Linked DNA regions of Mus musculus: region 2 is linked to region 1. The links are chromatin contacts, called in public HiChIP or PLAC-seq maps. All regions are on one chromosome and are shown on one strand. The core of a region is the stretch at or near the end of the contact, and the rest is flanking DNA. Distances in the headings are between cores, read along the strand shown. Region 1 has its middle 8.4 kb from the start of Gm31830. Region 2 holds the start of Gm38545 (predicted gene, 38545).

Region 1 (6,764 bases), core at 2,940-5,439:
TAGGAAAGCACTGTGTGTCTTGGAAGCTCTGCATCCTCACTTGTAAAATAGAGGTGTGTTGAGGGTCCCTACCTTAAGGTGGGGTGTCTGTAACCACTGCACCGCAGATATCTGAGCACAGCTTCTGAGGGGACAGGTGGGTGATGGGAATCCTCTGTCTCCTCCCGCATAACACAAAACACCAGCTCTTTCCTGGGAAAGCCTACAGCCCTCCACAAGCCTCAGTTTCCCACTGGGGAAAACCACCCCCTGACGTGGGTGTACAGGGTAAATGACATGAATAGCTATACCTCTGAGTGAGGAGAAGATTCAGGAGAGAACAAGAGAAAGAAACAGGAGGCTTCCAGGGAAAGACCAGGAAATGCGCTGCAGTGCGTGGTAGGGAAGGCATCTTCAGACACCTGTCTCCTTAATCCTCAGCTTCTAACCACACCTCTTCTTAGAGACCGGGAAAGGCGACAGAGGGGCTGAGGAATCCGCAAAAGGTTGCACAGGAAGAGGGGTGATCGGATCTCAGTTACCCTGCTCCCTCTCGACTTTGCCCCTCAGATACCTCGGTATAGGAAGTTAAGGTGGGCGCTAACTATAACTCTGTAAAGGCGGGAATGAGAACTCAATCTAGCCCTTTCTAGACCCCCTGGCTGTACCCTGCCTAGGTTGCAACACCCCTGAAGAGCTGTTACTTTACAGAGAGAAGAAGAGGGATCACAGAATTTTAGGGATGTCCTCAGGGTTACACAGCTGTAAGAGAAGCCAGAATCTGAACCCAGGCTTATCTGGGCCAGGTTACCCTATATATCTGTAAGGCCCTCAGTAAGCTACAAATAGATGCCTCTTGACATTTATGGCAATCTACGCTCCTGAAAATGTTGAATATACATGAACTATCTTGACAAATCCAGTGCACATTTCCACCCTTGAAGTCCACAGACTCCCATGCAGGCTCCAAAACCCCAACATGCACAAGCAGCTTGCTTTTTAATGGGGCGCGGCCCAAGGGAGAGAGAGAGAGAGAGAGAGAGAGAGAGAGAGAGAGAGAGAGAGAGAGAGAGCGCGAGCCCTGGTGTCCCAAGAACCTGGGACATGATTATAGTCAACAAGAAAAGCAGGGTTTCATGCAGGTCCTCAGAAGCAAGGAGTCCTTTTCTAAGAGGAGGGCGTGGCCAGAAGAGAGATACAGAGAAATTCAGAGGGGGCTTCCCTCACTCAGAGCAGAGGACAGAAACTCAGGGGTGCAGCTGCATCTTTGAGAAACCTTTTTAGTGACCAAGAAGAGGCCAGGGGAGTCTTTGCAACCAATGAAATTCACAGAGGCCAAGTGATCTGACCTCCTATCCATTCACTAGAAAGCCCTGGGAAGGGGACCCAGCCTGTATCTGGCATCCTTTCTTTTCTGAAGGATGAGCCAGCAATGAAGGGATCTTGTTAATCCCGCAGAGGAGAGGAGAAAGACCACCAACCCAAGTCATCACGGCCAAATGAATCAAAGCAAGCGTTTTCATTAGTGTACGCAGGCTGCCTCCCCCTAAGGCAGGGTTTGAGAGATCGGCATTTGGATGTGTGGAAGTCAAGTCTCTTACAGTGGTAGGGGGGTCTCCAAATGGGGGATCTAGCAAGCAAAATGGGCGGGGTTACAGAAGCAGAACATAAACAGAACAAGTTAGTTTCCTTCTGAAACAAAGCCACGGTTGCCAGGTGAACATAACAAGATAATCACAGCCGAGCAGTGGTGGCCGAACGCCTTTAATCCTAGCACTTGGGAGGCAGAGGCAGGTGGATTTCCGAGTTCAAGGCCAGCCTGGTCTACGGAGTGAGTTCCAGGACAGCCAGGGCTACACAGAGAAACCCCAATCAATCAATCAATCAATACAACAGGTAGTTATAGGTGGTCATAGAACCTTCTGAAACAAAGGGTTGTGAGATGGTTATAAACAATGTTTAAAATTAAGACATGATTGGCATTTCTGAAACAGGCAATACAAAACAATATGTAGTTAAGGCTACAAGTAGAGAATAGTCCAATCCTTGAGAAACAGAGTTTTAATCATGACCAGGAATGAACCTAGTTTGTCTTTATTATAAGATGGCTTTTAAGCCTAAGATGGAGACAGGGTGGTTCTGCACATCTAGACAGCCTGCATCCCCAAGCACTCCACCCTCACACTTCCCAGTGTGTGCTCTCTTGAGCAACTCCCTTCTGCACCAGGTTCCAAAGAGTTACCAAGGCAAGACAGAATATACTGCTGGTAAAGCACTAAGTGTGCCGCTCGGCGCACAGTAGGTTCTCAGGAAATGTTACCTCTATGTCTAGTTTTGCTAAGACCACCAAGGGCCTGCTCGCACATCAGCAAGTTCTATTGTTCTTGTGTCTCCATCAAGAGTCCCCAGGCTTCTCAGAGGCCACAGGCTTCCCCAGCCAGCTCCAAGACCTCCCAGTCACACCGCAGCCTTGTGGGCATCTCCTCAGCCTCCAGGGGGCCTGGAGTACCGTTTACAGAAATTCCCTTCCACCCAGAGAAAGCCTTGTCTTTGGGAAATCTTCTTTTCGGTGATCTGGAGGCCAGAGGGGTCTCCCAACCAATGGAAATTCACGGAGCAAATAAAGAGACACAAGACCCCCAAAGAGCTCCCAGGACCCCTGGGGTCAGAAGCCAGGCACTGCATTTATGTGCAAATGGAGCCGGATTAGGGATTAGGGATTATCAGAGCCCCGAATTACGTGCAGCTGTCAGGTCTCTTTGTCCAGAGGGATCAGGGAGATTTCTGGCTCCCCTCCCACCTCTCCTCCGCTGAGCTGTCAGAGGCAGAAGGTAAGAGGGTCTCACACTGCCTGCTGGGGAGCACTGGGGGAGGGCTGGGGAGAGGCAGGCCTTGAATCGATAGGCAGCCCACATGGCCCCTCCCAATGGCGATCAATGCCTCTTCCTGCTGATTCCTGATTCCAGAGCATCCAGTTGTGAGTGTGTGTTTGTGCGCGTGCGTGCGTTCGTGCATGTGTTACAGGATGGGATATGGCCTTAGGACCATGACCCCTAGCTCCAGTTTTTACTCAAGGCATCTGGCCCAAGAAGCCCACTGAAACAGACATGTCAGAATAGCAGTCACCACCAGCCCATTCCCCATACTGACAAACTCTAGCAGTTTTTCTTCCATCTAAAGAGCTGTAGTGAGCCCACCCACAGAAACTTAGTCTAAAAAGCAGGTGGCCCCACTGAAGGCTCCCATTTCTCCGGTCACTGCTCTGTTCTGCTTTGTGATATGGGCCAGAAACTCTGGGGCAAGCTAAAACAGCCTCAAGAACAGTCTCTCTCTCCCTGCCCCCAATTTGTGTCTGTGTCTAGGTGTGTCTGTCTCTTCCTTTCCTAAATACACAAAATGATGTTACAGTAAACACGTGAAAGAGCCCTCGCAGCTAACTACACTCAGTCCATTTTAAAGCCAGGGGGGCTGGAGTATAGAAGGGGTCTGACAGCAACCCTTAAGGTCACTCAACAAAGATGACCACCTGGGGAGGATAGGTCAGGACTGACAGCCTCTCCCCCGGGGCCTCCGGAGCAATGGGGCTCTGCAGCCCTGGCCAACAAAACTGTAACGCTGTGTGTAAGCACAGCGTTACAGTAACCACCAGGTCAGGAGCTGTGTGACCCGTGGCTGCAGCACCCGGAGGTACACACAGCAGCTGCACGGGTGCCCAGGGTCCCTAACCCCTAGCACAGTTCCTTGGCTACTGTCCAGTCTGTAACACAGCTGGAGAGTCAAGGCATAGTTAGCATCCTTATTCAAACAGCAAGAAGACTGGGGGGTGGAACACTGTGGCAAAAGAGACCTTGGGCTGCGTGGAGAGAGACCGCCGGCCGGCCTGCTTCCTGACCCTAGGAGGTAGAGATTAGGGACTCTGATGAGTTTGTCAGGGAAGGGGCCTGTTTACTCAAGTTGCCTAAGTGCAAGCAACACACCACTAAAGCTGAGGCCGGAGAACAAGCTGCACGAAGCATGTTGTGGGCCAAGGTCTAGTAAGAAATATTTCATACACTTCAGACTGTGCATCGGGTCTCTGTCCCAGACTCCTTTTTGGTTTTCTTTATAAATGTAAAAAAAAAAAAAAAAAAAAAGCAGACAGCATGTCGGGCGACGGGTGGGAGGCAGGCTGTGAGCTGGAATTGACCCACGGGCCCCACAGTTTGCTACCCACTGGTCTGACTAGTCCCCTGGGGCTAAGGGAAAAGCTGTTTGGCATCTCTAAAAGAACAGAGAGGCCAGAGAGGAGGGTGGATGCTGCACAGATACTAAGACCAAGCTGGAGCCATAACCCAGAGCAAGGGCAGAGGTGTCAAAAGCAGCAGAATGAGGCTGGGCAGGGCCTAGGTGCAGCTGTGAGGGAGCCAGGCCAGACCCCTACATTCCCCCCTCAGCGAGAATCAATAACGATTTGAATTTCTTTCATCTGAGCAGGGATAGCAACACACGCAAACACAGAGAGGGAAAAGGCATTGATTCCTCCCAGCTGCCGCCAAGCCCTCCTCACCGTTCCGACACCCCCCCAGCCCCCCCCCCCACCATCTGGCCTCCCCTCCCCCAGACCCCTCGCACTCAGCATCCTCTCCCTGTCTGCGCCGCCACTCCTGTATCCACTCTGCAAAACCCTGGGGACACCAGAGGCAGGGAGTCCTGCCAGGGTACTGCAATCCTCCACATACCACATCATCAAGACCCCGCTGAGTTAAGGCCCCCCAGAATGGGACAAGGCTGAGCTCCACTTGGGGGACCTACACCTCCTGAGGATACCTGAGCTTTATCCCTCGTGCCAGGCCCCCACCCACCACCCTGCTGGTTTCAGAAATCCGTGGGGTTTTTTGTTGTTTTTTTTTTTTTTTTTTTTTTTTTTTTTTTTTTTGCGTATTCATGCATCTGAGAGACAAAGCAGGTATGTCAGGATTGGCTTCTCCGCAGAGTGTGATTTTGGATTCCGCCAACATCGGAGTGGTTCCCTGAGGTGTCAGATAATGGATTTCCTGGGGAGAAACAGGAGGCAGATGTGTGGTTAGAAGAATAAGGACTGAGGGGCAGTGCAAGCCAAAAAGGGGTACAAAAGCGAAGAAGGTAAAGAGCGGAAAGAAAAGGTCTCCTTTCTGTGCATCATAAAGGTCATGACCAGCACCCCAGAGCAAAACACCGGATAACAGAGAAAAACACCGGATAACCGAGAAAAGCACCACAAACTTACTTGCTCGCTGGTTTAGGTGACTCGAGCCTTCCCAGTGAAGACCCAAAAGCCCTTGTTTATCTCTAGCATCAAAGAAGAGGGGGTGACCTGTGAGAGGGCTCCCTGAAAACTGTGGGCCAGGACTCTGGGGGAGCTGAGCAGGTCTGCAGAGTCTTCTGCCCCACCCCACCCCCCACTGTAGCATTCTGTTCTCCTAGGTATGAGAGATGCAGAGCTGTTTGGAAATGAGAAAATAAATTTCTTTCTGGATGGCTCTTATATGTAAAGGTGGGTGGGAGGTTAGAAAAGAACATTTTATGCTTGGCTTTAGGGGACAGGATTCTGGTTACACACGCACCCTGAAGAAGAGGAATTATAGGTGTGTGTGCTCATGCGTGCTCTCGTGTGTGTGTGTGTGTGTGTGTGTGTGTGTGTGTGTGTGTGTGTTTGTGTAGACCAGAAGCTGACAGCAGGTCTCTTCCTCTATTCCTCTCCACCCTGTTGTTTGAGACTGGGCCTCACACTGAACCTGGAACTCACCAGTTTGGCTAGACTGACTGGACTCGCAGGGCACGCTTCCTCAGAGCTGGGGTTACAGGTGCACACCGCCAAACCCAGCTTTCTGCACATGGGTGCCAGGGATCTAAAACTATGTCTTCATGGTTGCGCAGCAAGCACTTAGCTGAGTCTTGTTCAGTGTTAACACCTTACCTTGGGGGAGAAGGACTGTGAGAACCAGGCAGCAGACTAGTTAGAAATTTTCTTTTGAAGTAGCTTCTGAGGTATTTTGGGGTGTTTTCCCTGAGCCCCAGTGAGGAATGAATGGAAGTATATTTATGACATAAAATTAATATGAGTTAGAGTGGGAAGAGGAAATGGGCCAACTCTTGGACCAGGTCTGGAGTTCTGGTTTGGGTCAGTGAGCAGCAGAGGAGTGAGGTTTACAGTGGGGTACAGGAGACTGGTCCCATGCCAGGGGGCACTCATCTCATGGGTTAAGTCTCAAGGAGCATCATGGACTATAAATATGACCTTTGTCTCTCTTCCATATGAGACCTCGGGCTCCTGGAGGTCCTTTGACATTGGGCCTCACTTCCTTGGCTTCTTCCGGGCTCCGCAGATGACGCTCTCTCATTTAGAGGGGTCACTGGAGTTCTCATGCCCCAGCCTTAGCAGTTACATATCTTGGGTGTGCTCATGGAGAATGGTTCCTTCCCAACCTTCCCCTTCTCGGCCTCCCTAGCCTCCAGTTTGCTGCCTTCAACACCTGAGGTTTTAGAACAACCTGAAGCTGTGCTGCCTCCCACATCCCCCATTTTAAAAAGCCCTCTCTCCAATCCAAACTTTCCACCATTCTAGTTTCTCCTCCACGGTCTCGCTTCTTTGGCCTCATTGAGACTCCAAGTTGTAATTCCTTCTGCCCCCTCCTATCCCTCACCTCTCCGTGTGACCTAGAACCTCTCTTTAGTTGCATGCCATGGAACTCTAGCCACGGTGACTTTCCCACAAGCTCCCCTGGCTTCCTGGCCATGTTTGGAGACACTTTTCCCAGCCATCATAG
Region 2 (7,253 bases), core at 4,741-7,240, 230 kb after region 1:
CTAGCACAAAAGATTCAGTGCAGGGCTCACGGCCTCTAAACCCGATGGAGTCCCAAACTATGAGATTAAAAGTCTGACTGAAGCTTCCTTCAGGTCTCCGTGAGTAGTTTTACTGCAACCCTAGCCAGAGGTTAAGCAGAGGTTAACCAGCCTCAGACATTTGGGGTCACCAAATGGATCATTTGTCACCTTGGACCTCAAACTAGGAAGTAACCATTCCTCCATTCACTTATCCATCAGTCCGTTCTCCAGCCAGCTACTCCTCCATTCACCGAGCCACCCACCTTTGCATGCAGCCATTCACCTACCTACCTATTCAGCTACCCACCCATCATCTGCCATCCATTCATCCGATCTTCTTGCTTAACGAATGTCAAGAAGGCTGATGGCCTCTAACCTCCACGCTCTTCTAGCTTTGTCTCATTCCCTTCCTGCCCCTCAGCCATATAGGGTGTTTGAGAAAACGGTGTAGAAGGTAATGATGAAACCTGTTGTCATATCTACGAAGTTGTGTGAGTCCAAGTGCTGGAACTTTCCACACTCCCCTCCTCTCCCCAAAGAAGCTATAGTTGATACAGCCTGTGGCAAAAGTCTAGATGGCCTTAGTTCTCATTTCTTACCCCAGGAATGTCAAGTTCTGGGCTAAATGTAAGGGGTTTCAAAGGTCACTGGGAAGAAGCAGCCTAATAGCATAGCCTCTTTCAAGGCCAGCACTGGACTGCCTTTTTCTATCGAAAATGCCAGGCACCTCTAAACACCAGGGCCCTGCGGGGTGACGTTCTGTTTCCAGCCCTGTCAGTACCGGCATGCGCACTGGGAGCAAACCCCTGCGAACCCCATCACCTCAACTCCTACCCGTGCAATATGGGGGTCTTTGGCAGTTTTGAGGATGTCGCCTGCCCTCTAGCCTGGGTGGGCCTGCTTCTTTGACAATGGGGCTTCTCTGAGCAGCCCACACAAGAAGAAAGATAGGAGATGACGTGGTTGGTGTTCAGGGCCCTGAGGACTCAGCTCGAGCTGCTCAGCCCCCCTCCCCTGACACAAACAATCCTCAGTTACCTCCCCCTCCTGCTCCCCAGAATCTGGGCACAGCTGGAGCCTGCTATGCCCTAGCCACCCCATGAATCACCGCTCTATGGTCCACGGGGGAGTGGTCCAGGGAGCATCCTACGCTTGCTCGGGAGGAGTGAGGGCCAGAACTGCAGCCCTCAAGCAGGCAGTGTCCACAGAAACAATGGGGGCCTGTGGCTAACAGGCGGAATGCAGCTATTGTCCTGCCCTGGCCCCCAACCCCAAGGCCCCAGGTCCCCAGGCCAGGCGGCCTGGCGTGAATCAGTGCGTCAGACTCTCGTGTACCAGGGCTGGGCACACATGACCTGCTGCTTACCTTCTCTGGGTAAGCAGGAGGGTAGGCTGATGGGCCAGACCCCCACCTCTACAGCCAACCTCACAAAGGATCCTCCTGCACAGAATGAGAAGCGAGATGGGACCCACGGGAGTAAAGGCAACCTCCAACCTACCCATCCCTAGGATGCTTGAGACCAGCAGCTCTGAGACCCAAGCTATACATCACAGTGGGGAGGAGACCACATTAGAATAATGCAGGATTAGAGTGGGGTTGCTATAGCGACGTATTAGGGCAATACATCTAGGGAGCCCCAGCCCCTTGGTGATGTATGGCTCTGCTCAGCTGTGGGGAGCAGGGGGAGGGGACCTGTCCCGCCCCTCCAAGGGAGAGCAGACACCGAACACTCTTCATTGGAGGAGAGCATCTGCGTTAGACACTAAAAATAAGCATCTGAGGACCCCGTCAAGACTGAAAAGTGTACCCTGCCAACTGCCACTGTCCTGCATATTCAACTTGATGTCAACTTCAAATCTCAGCTCTAACCATAGCCTCAGCCTCTGCCATCCCTAACCCCAGCCCATGAAGTAGCACCAACCCTCCAGCCCAGCCCCACCAGGCTCCCACATTTGCTTCATTGCTAAGGACTGGTCCCATACTGTCTCCCTGAGTATCTGATGGGACTAGATGTGTGTGTGTGTTGGGGGGGGGGGGGGATCAAGGGTCAAAGAAAAGAACAGAGCCAGACCATAGTGGTCTGTGACTTTAATTCCAGCCCTTACACTTGGAGGCAGAGGCAGGCAGAACTCTGAGTTCAAGGCCAGCCTGGTTTACAGAGCAAGTTCCAGGACAGCCAGGGCAACACAGAGAAATCCTGGCAAGGGTGGGGATGGGAAGGAAGGAGAAAAAGGTTAGGGGAGAACAGAAGGGAAGGAGATGGGCAAGCTCCTGGAAACCTCCCTAGTAAAATCCAGAGTCCATCTTAGGCAAGTGCTCCCTCCTCTCCCAGTGGCCTTTGTGCTGACCCCTGGCACCCCATTCTGTCTAATCCAAGTCTATCTAGCATCCCTGTGTATGATCTCAGGGCTATAGAGAGGCTGAACAGGTGGACCTACTGGACAAAAAGAAGAAGAGCCTGCCAATAAAGAAAGACTCAAAACCAACCAACCAAACAACAGCCAAAAACTTTCCCTTTCCGATAATGTTTGTACAGGTATGAGACAAAGTCGGGTGGCAGGCTGCCTCCTAAGCACACGCTCAAGTCATTTGTACTGGCTTGCTCCCCTCTGAAGCCCTGCATCTCAACACCTTAGGGACATCATGGAAGATTCTCTAGAGACAACACCCATTGCTACATTTACCTTAGAATTGTAGTGAGAGGGGAAAGAAAGAGAAACCTGTTTCAGAACCAGACTGGCTCTCTTGACGTTCCATGTATATTAATTCCATCTATGCATCGTGCGTGGGCATATGTGTTGAAGTGCATGTGTGCAGGGTGTATGTGTACATGTGTGTGCGTGTACATGCCCTGCGTCCTCACTCATTGCCTTTCCAGTTTATTCATTGAGTACAATACTTATACAACCCCCTCAAAGTCTTCTGGCTTTTTGTTGTTGTTTTTGTTTGGTTCACTTCAAGGCGGGTTCTTGCTACGTGACCCAGACCAGCCTTCAACCCAAGATTCTCCTGTTTCAGCCTCACAAATGCTGGGATAAAAGTGTGAGCCACCGGGCTGGTGAGATGGCTCAGTGGGTAAGAGCACCCGACTGCTCTTCCAAAGGTCCAGAGTTCAAATCCCAGCAACCACATGGTGGCTCACAACCATCTGTAATGGGATCTGACTCCCTCTTCTGGAGTGTCTGAAGACAGCTACAGTGTACTTACATATAATAAATAAATAAATTTAAAAAAAAAAAAAAAAAAAGTGTGAGCCACCATGCCAACTTTATCCCTTTTTATGTTTGAAAATAACACTGAGCCTGGCCTCCTGGATGAAACAAGATGTGTCCAGGAGACCCAGCCTCTGCCGCTGCCAGACCCAGACCAAAGCATGAGACCAAGTAGAAAGCCCGGCCTCGTCACTGGTGCTAGACCCCAGAGAAGTCAGGTCTTCTTCATTCCTGATTGAGAAGAACTCCCAGACATGATTCTCTCTCTCTCTCTCTCTCTCTCTCTCTCTCTCTCTCTCTCTCTCTCCCTCTCTCTCTCTCATTCAGCCCACGTGTGCTCCCTCCTCACAGTCAGCCGGACACACACGAATACATTCAGAATGCGTCCACTCTCACCCGTGGTGGAACAGAAGGCTGAAAGGAAGGTAGTGGGAGGGCAGAGTGTGTGCCCAGAGGGCAGTTCCTGGGGTCGGGTGGCAGGGTGCCCAGGGTACTGAGTGGGCAGGAGACCTCATGGCTTCCTCTCTTCTCTAGCCAGTGACCAAAGGTCAGCTCTGGCGGCTTGGCCACGTGCAGTCCACCCACAACCCTGGTCAGGTCATGTGAGACCAGGACTGAGGCTTTGTCAACACTCCATTGTCTCCCAGAGCCCAGCCTCTGTGTGTGGTAGGGGGAAAACCCTCTCCAGCCCAGGCGAGCTGGTGAATCTCCAGAGCCATAATAAGCTCCCAAAGAAATGCTTCCACTGGGGAGTCCTTCAAGCATGATGATGATGATGATGGTGGTGGTGGTGGTGATGATGATGATGATGTCATCGTCGATGCCCTACAGGACCCCATTCCTCTTTGAGACTTCACATGATCCTCAAGAAGTGGTGAGGAGGGCCCTCCCTTGGCATTGAGAGAGGGAGCAAAGGGAGGAAGGGCCTCCTTTCCTCTGTTCTCCTCGGGGCAGATATGCCATCATGTGACCCCAGCCCCCCCCCCACCTCACCCATTCCACAGATGCTCTGGGGGGAAAGAGAGAGCAAAGAAGGCTGAAATATGGCCCTGAAGGTCATCTTGCACGTCAGCATTGGGACGCGCCCCGGAGCCCCTTGTGTCCTGGCTCCCAGCCTGGACCACAACACAGGCCCCATTGACTCCTGTGTACCCTCTTTCCCAAGATGCCCACAAAGTCATGGGCTCATGGTTCCTAGCCACAGGCTCCTGAGCCCCCCAAGAAGGCCAGGGTTGGCGAGAACATAAACTGCACCTGCACAGGAGTCTCTCAAGTCCAGGCTGAAGGTCATGGCCAACCTTTAGGCTTTATCCTACCCAGTCTGAAATGGAGTCAAATGGAGACCCAGGTAGGGCACGTTCTCTGCCAGTTCTCTGCAATACAAAGTCCTATGTTTTCTTTAAAGCTAGCCCCTGACTCAGCCCTTACCACTGAAATGTAAGGCCAAACCACCCTGGTCCACTGTGTCTCTCTTACCAGGGGTGTCAGGTGAGGGAAGAGGGTTGTGCCTGGGGGAGGGGCTGGGGCTGAAGAGCTCCAGAAGGGGAGGGCTGGCCCTGCAGGATGACAGAGAGATGATTAAACCCACAGAGAAGATTGATAAGGGTGCTAAAAAGCTGCAAGTCTGCAAGGTGGGCTGGGGACAAATCTCATCTTGTCCTGGCAGTGCTCACAGTTTTGGGGGGCTGGGCCAGCCTGGCTGAGCTCATGACCCATACATACAAAGAACACTCCAGAACAGGAGGGACTAGGGGGCTAGAAGGCCACTTCCTGCTTCTCCCTCCTGGCCTCTGATGAAGGCTTCTGGAGCTCACCGAGGGACCCCTGCCCCCTTAACACCTGGGCAGTGCGTCCCTTCACCCACAGCATCTCTGCCTCAGCTCTCACTCTCGTTATTATTAGATGTGATTTACAGCGGAAGCGCTGAGTCAGACAAACCGAGATTTCCCCTAGACAGAGGCAGTGGGAGAGGAGAGTCCAGGGGAGGTGGGCAGGGTCCTCGGAGGGAGCCAGGAGCTGGGTATACCAGACTCCAACTTGTAGAATGAGCAGGGAGTTTATGTTGCTGTTTCTCCTACCTGCTCTAGGCCCAGGATCCTCACTTGGGACTCTTGGACATTCAGACCCCTTTTCTGACATCTCGCCTCACCTTTGAGCTTGTCTTGGTTGGCCTCCTTTCCTTTTACAAATTTAAGAGGAGAGCCTGGAAATGAGTCAGGACCTTGTGTCTTCAGAACGGCTCTGAAGGTGGTCCCGAGCTCCCAGAGATGGAGAGAAACAGCGGAAGGGCCCCGGCCACCCCACCCCCACTCTGCAAACAGAGACCCTAGCACCGAGTTCCGGGCAAGTGGGGGGTGTCCAAAGGCGCAACACCGCCTGCAGGAAAAGCCCACATTTCTGCTTTCACCTTGTGCAGAAGAGAGTGGTGGGCAGGTCGGTCTCTGCTCCCTGGGTCTCTGACTCCCTGGCAGGGAGGAACTGGGCATTGTTGCCAAAAATAAACGTTCCTTCTCCCGCTCCCTGGCTCCCGGCTCCCGCTCATTAGGATGCGTGGCGTTTGGCTGCGGTCCCACACCTTGCAGCTCATTATAAATATGCAGTCGCTGCTGGCGCTACCCCAATCATCTCTGCAATCAGAGCTTTTAATTAGGTTAATTAAATTGTATCAAATCTCGCAGGGACGCAGTTCACTGATGCTGATGAGGCAGCCAAAACAGACCCCGGCTCCTTGGCTAATGAAGGCCGCTGCCTGCCTGAGCAGCGAGGGGGCAGGAACGCATAATAAAGGGGTGCGTCCTCGGGGAGGAGCTGCTGCCCAGGCCCATGCTCTGGGGACCTAGGAAAGGATCTTCATCTAGCAAGTTGAGCTCTAGCGGCAGCAGTCTCCCAACCCCAGAGACTATCAGCCTCGCTGGAGAACCAACGATGCGGAGCATCAGGAACCCAGACAGGTGGGCAGTGTTAGGCCTAAGCACCTGCCACCCCAAACTACAGAGTAAACAGTGTCTTGATATCCACTGGCTCTATCTGGGAGCGCCTTACTTCTTCCACAGACTAGTTTAAAAAAAAAAAAAAAGGGGGGGGGTGCGCATGCGCACACGTGCCCGTACACACGCGAGGGGAGAGATGGGGGCGGGAGTGGGGGGGAGGAGGGAAGTTGTCCTGTCACTGCCTCCTTGGTTGTCTTATTAGCCTGTGAGGAGGCCAGGCTGAGGCTAGGAAGCCCATCCCACTGCTGGCCTAGTCTCCATCTGCCATGGAGGCCATCTGCCCCTGGCAGGGGGTAGTTTATAATGCTACCAGCCAAAGACAGGAGGGGGTGGCACCCCCTCCCCAGTCTCTACGTGCCAGATGGAGCCTGTGTTTTCCCACCTACCTCTCTACCTAAAGAGCCCTCTCTCAGGGAGAGACATTAGTCCCGGCCCTACAGGATCAAATTAGCTAAGGAAGAGAGCCGATTCCTCCCCACTCCGTCCCTCCTCACCCTGAGCTGACAGTCCCGCGCGTCCTGCACTCTACCACAGGCCATGGGAACCCATGCAAACCCGGAGCTGGAGGAACAGAAGGTCTTCCCCTAACTTTTAGCAAAATGGCAGGTGCTGCCACCTCTAGAGGGGTGGTCCCTGCCACTGCTCAGCCCTCTCCTCTGAACTCTTCAGTTCTCTGAGCAAAAGAAGGCCAAAGATGGGGACTTGTTCAGTGCTTTCAAGGTGAAGCTTGCCTGTTCTGTAGGAGCTGCTTTTTGCTTTTGGTTTGGTTTGGTTTTTGATTTTTGTTTGTTTGTTTGTGTTTTGGCTTTTGATTGTTTTTTTTTTTAAATAGAAAGGTTGTGTGGATGGGGTGTTATTTCCACTCAGTAATGTGAAAACTTGAAACCAACCCCCACCCCCACCATTTGTCACCTCAGAAAGAAGCCTTTGGGGGTAACAAAGAAAAATAAAAAGCTGTAAATTAGTCAGACTGGCTCAGGGCAAGGGAGGGGAGTACCCACCTGCCTCCAGGCACCAGGGTTTCGTTAA

Evidence for each region. HiChIP or PLAC-seq counts read pairs in DNA pulled down with a chosen protein or histone mark.
Region 2: an H3K4me3 HiChIP or PLAC-seq map of embryonic basal ganglia shows a contact between it and region 1, with 3 times the contacts expected there. The contact joins two enhancer-like sites. A contact is called at or near these places in 1 of 15 datasets of contacts at CTCF or cohesin (embryonic stem cells), 17 of 484 Hi-C or Micro-C datasets (the G1E-ER4 cell line, embryonic stem cells, epiblasts and 5 more), 9 of 115 datasets of contacts at active chromatin or transcription factors (embryonic basal ganglia, embryonic forebrain, embryonic hindbrain and 4 more) and 2 of 9 other capture datasets (embryonic stem cells and embryonic tail).

Annotation. Positions count from the first base shown.
Region 1 is chr4:124,439,337-124,446,100 of GRCm38.p6, forward strand. No RefSeq gene overlaps it. Among named protein-coding and RNA genes, the nearest start is that of Gm31830, 8.4 kb to the right of the region's middle. Within about 2 kb of position 4,190, at least 19 of the 459 cell types and tissues checked have an H3K27ac peak or open chromatin away from gene starts, as enhancers often do. A contact at or near this core is called in embryonic basal ganglia and epiblasts, where this site is marked.
Region 2 is chr4:124,666,656-124,673,908 of GRCm38.p6, forward strand. It overlaps Gm38545 (predicted gene, 38545), which reads right to left and starts at 1,537. Exons shown (of 4, transcript NR_168615.1): 1 at 1,388-1,537. Within about 2 kb of position 5,991, at least 48 of the 459 cell types and tissues checked have an H3K27ac peak or open chromatin away from gene starts, as enhancers often do. A contact at or near this core is called in embryonic basal ganglia and epiblasts, where this site is marked.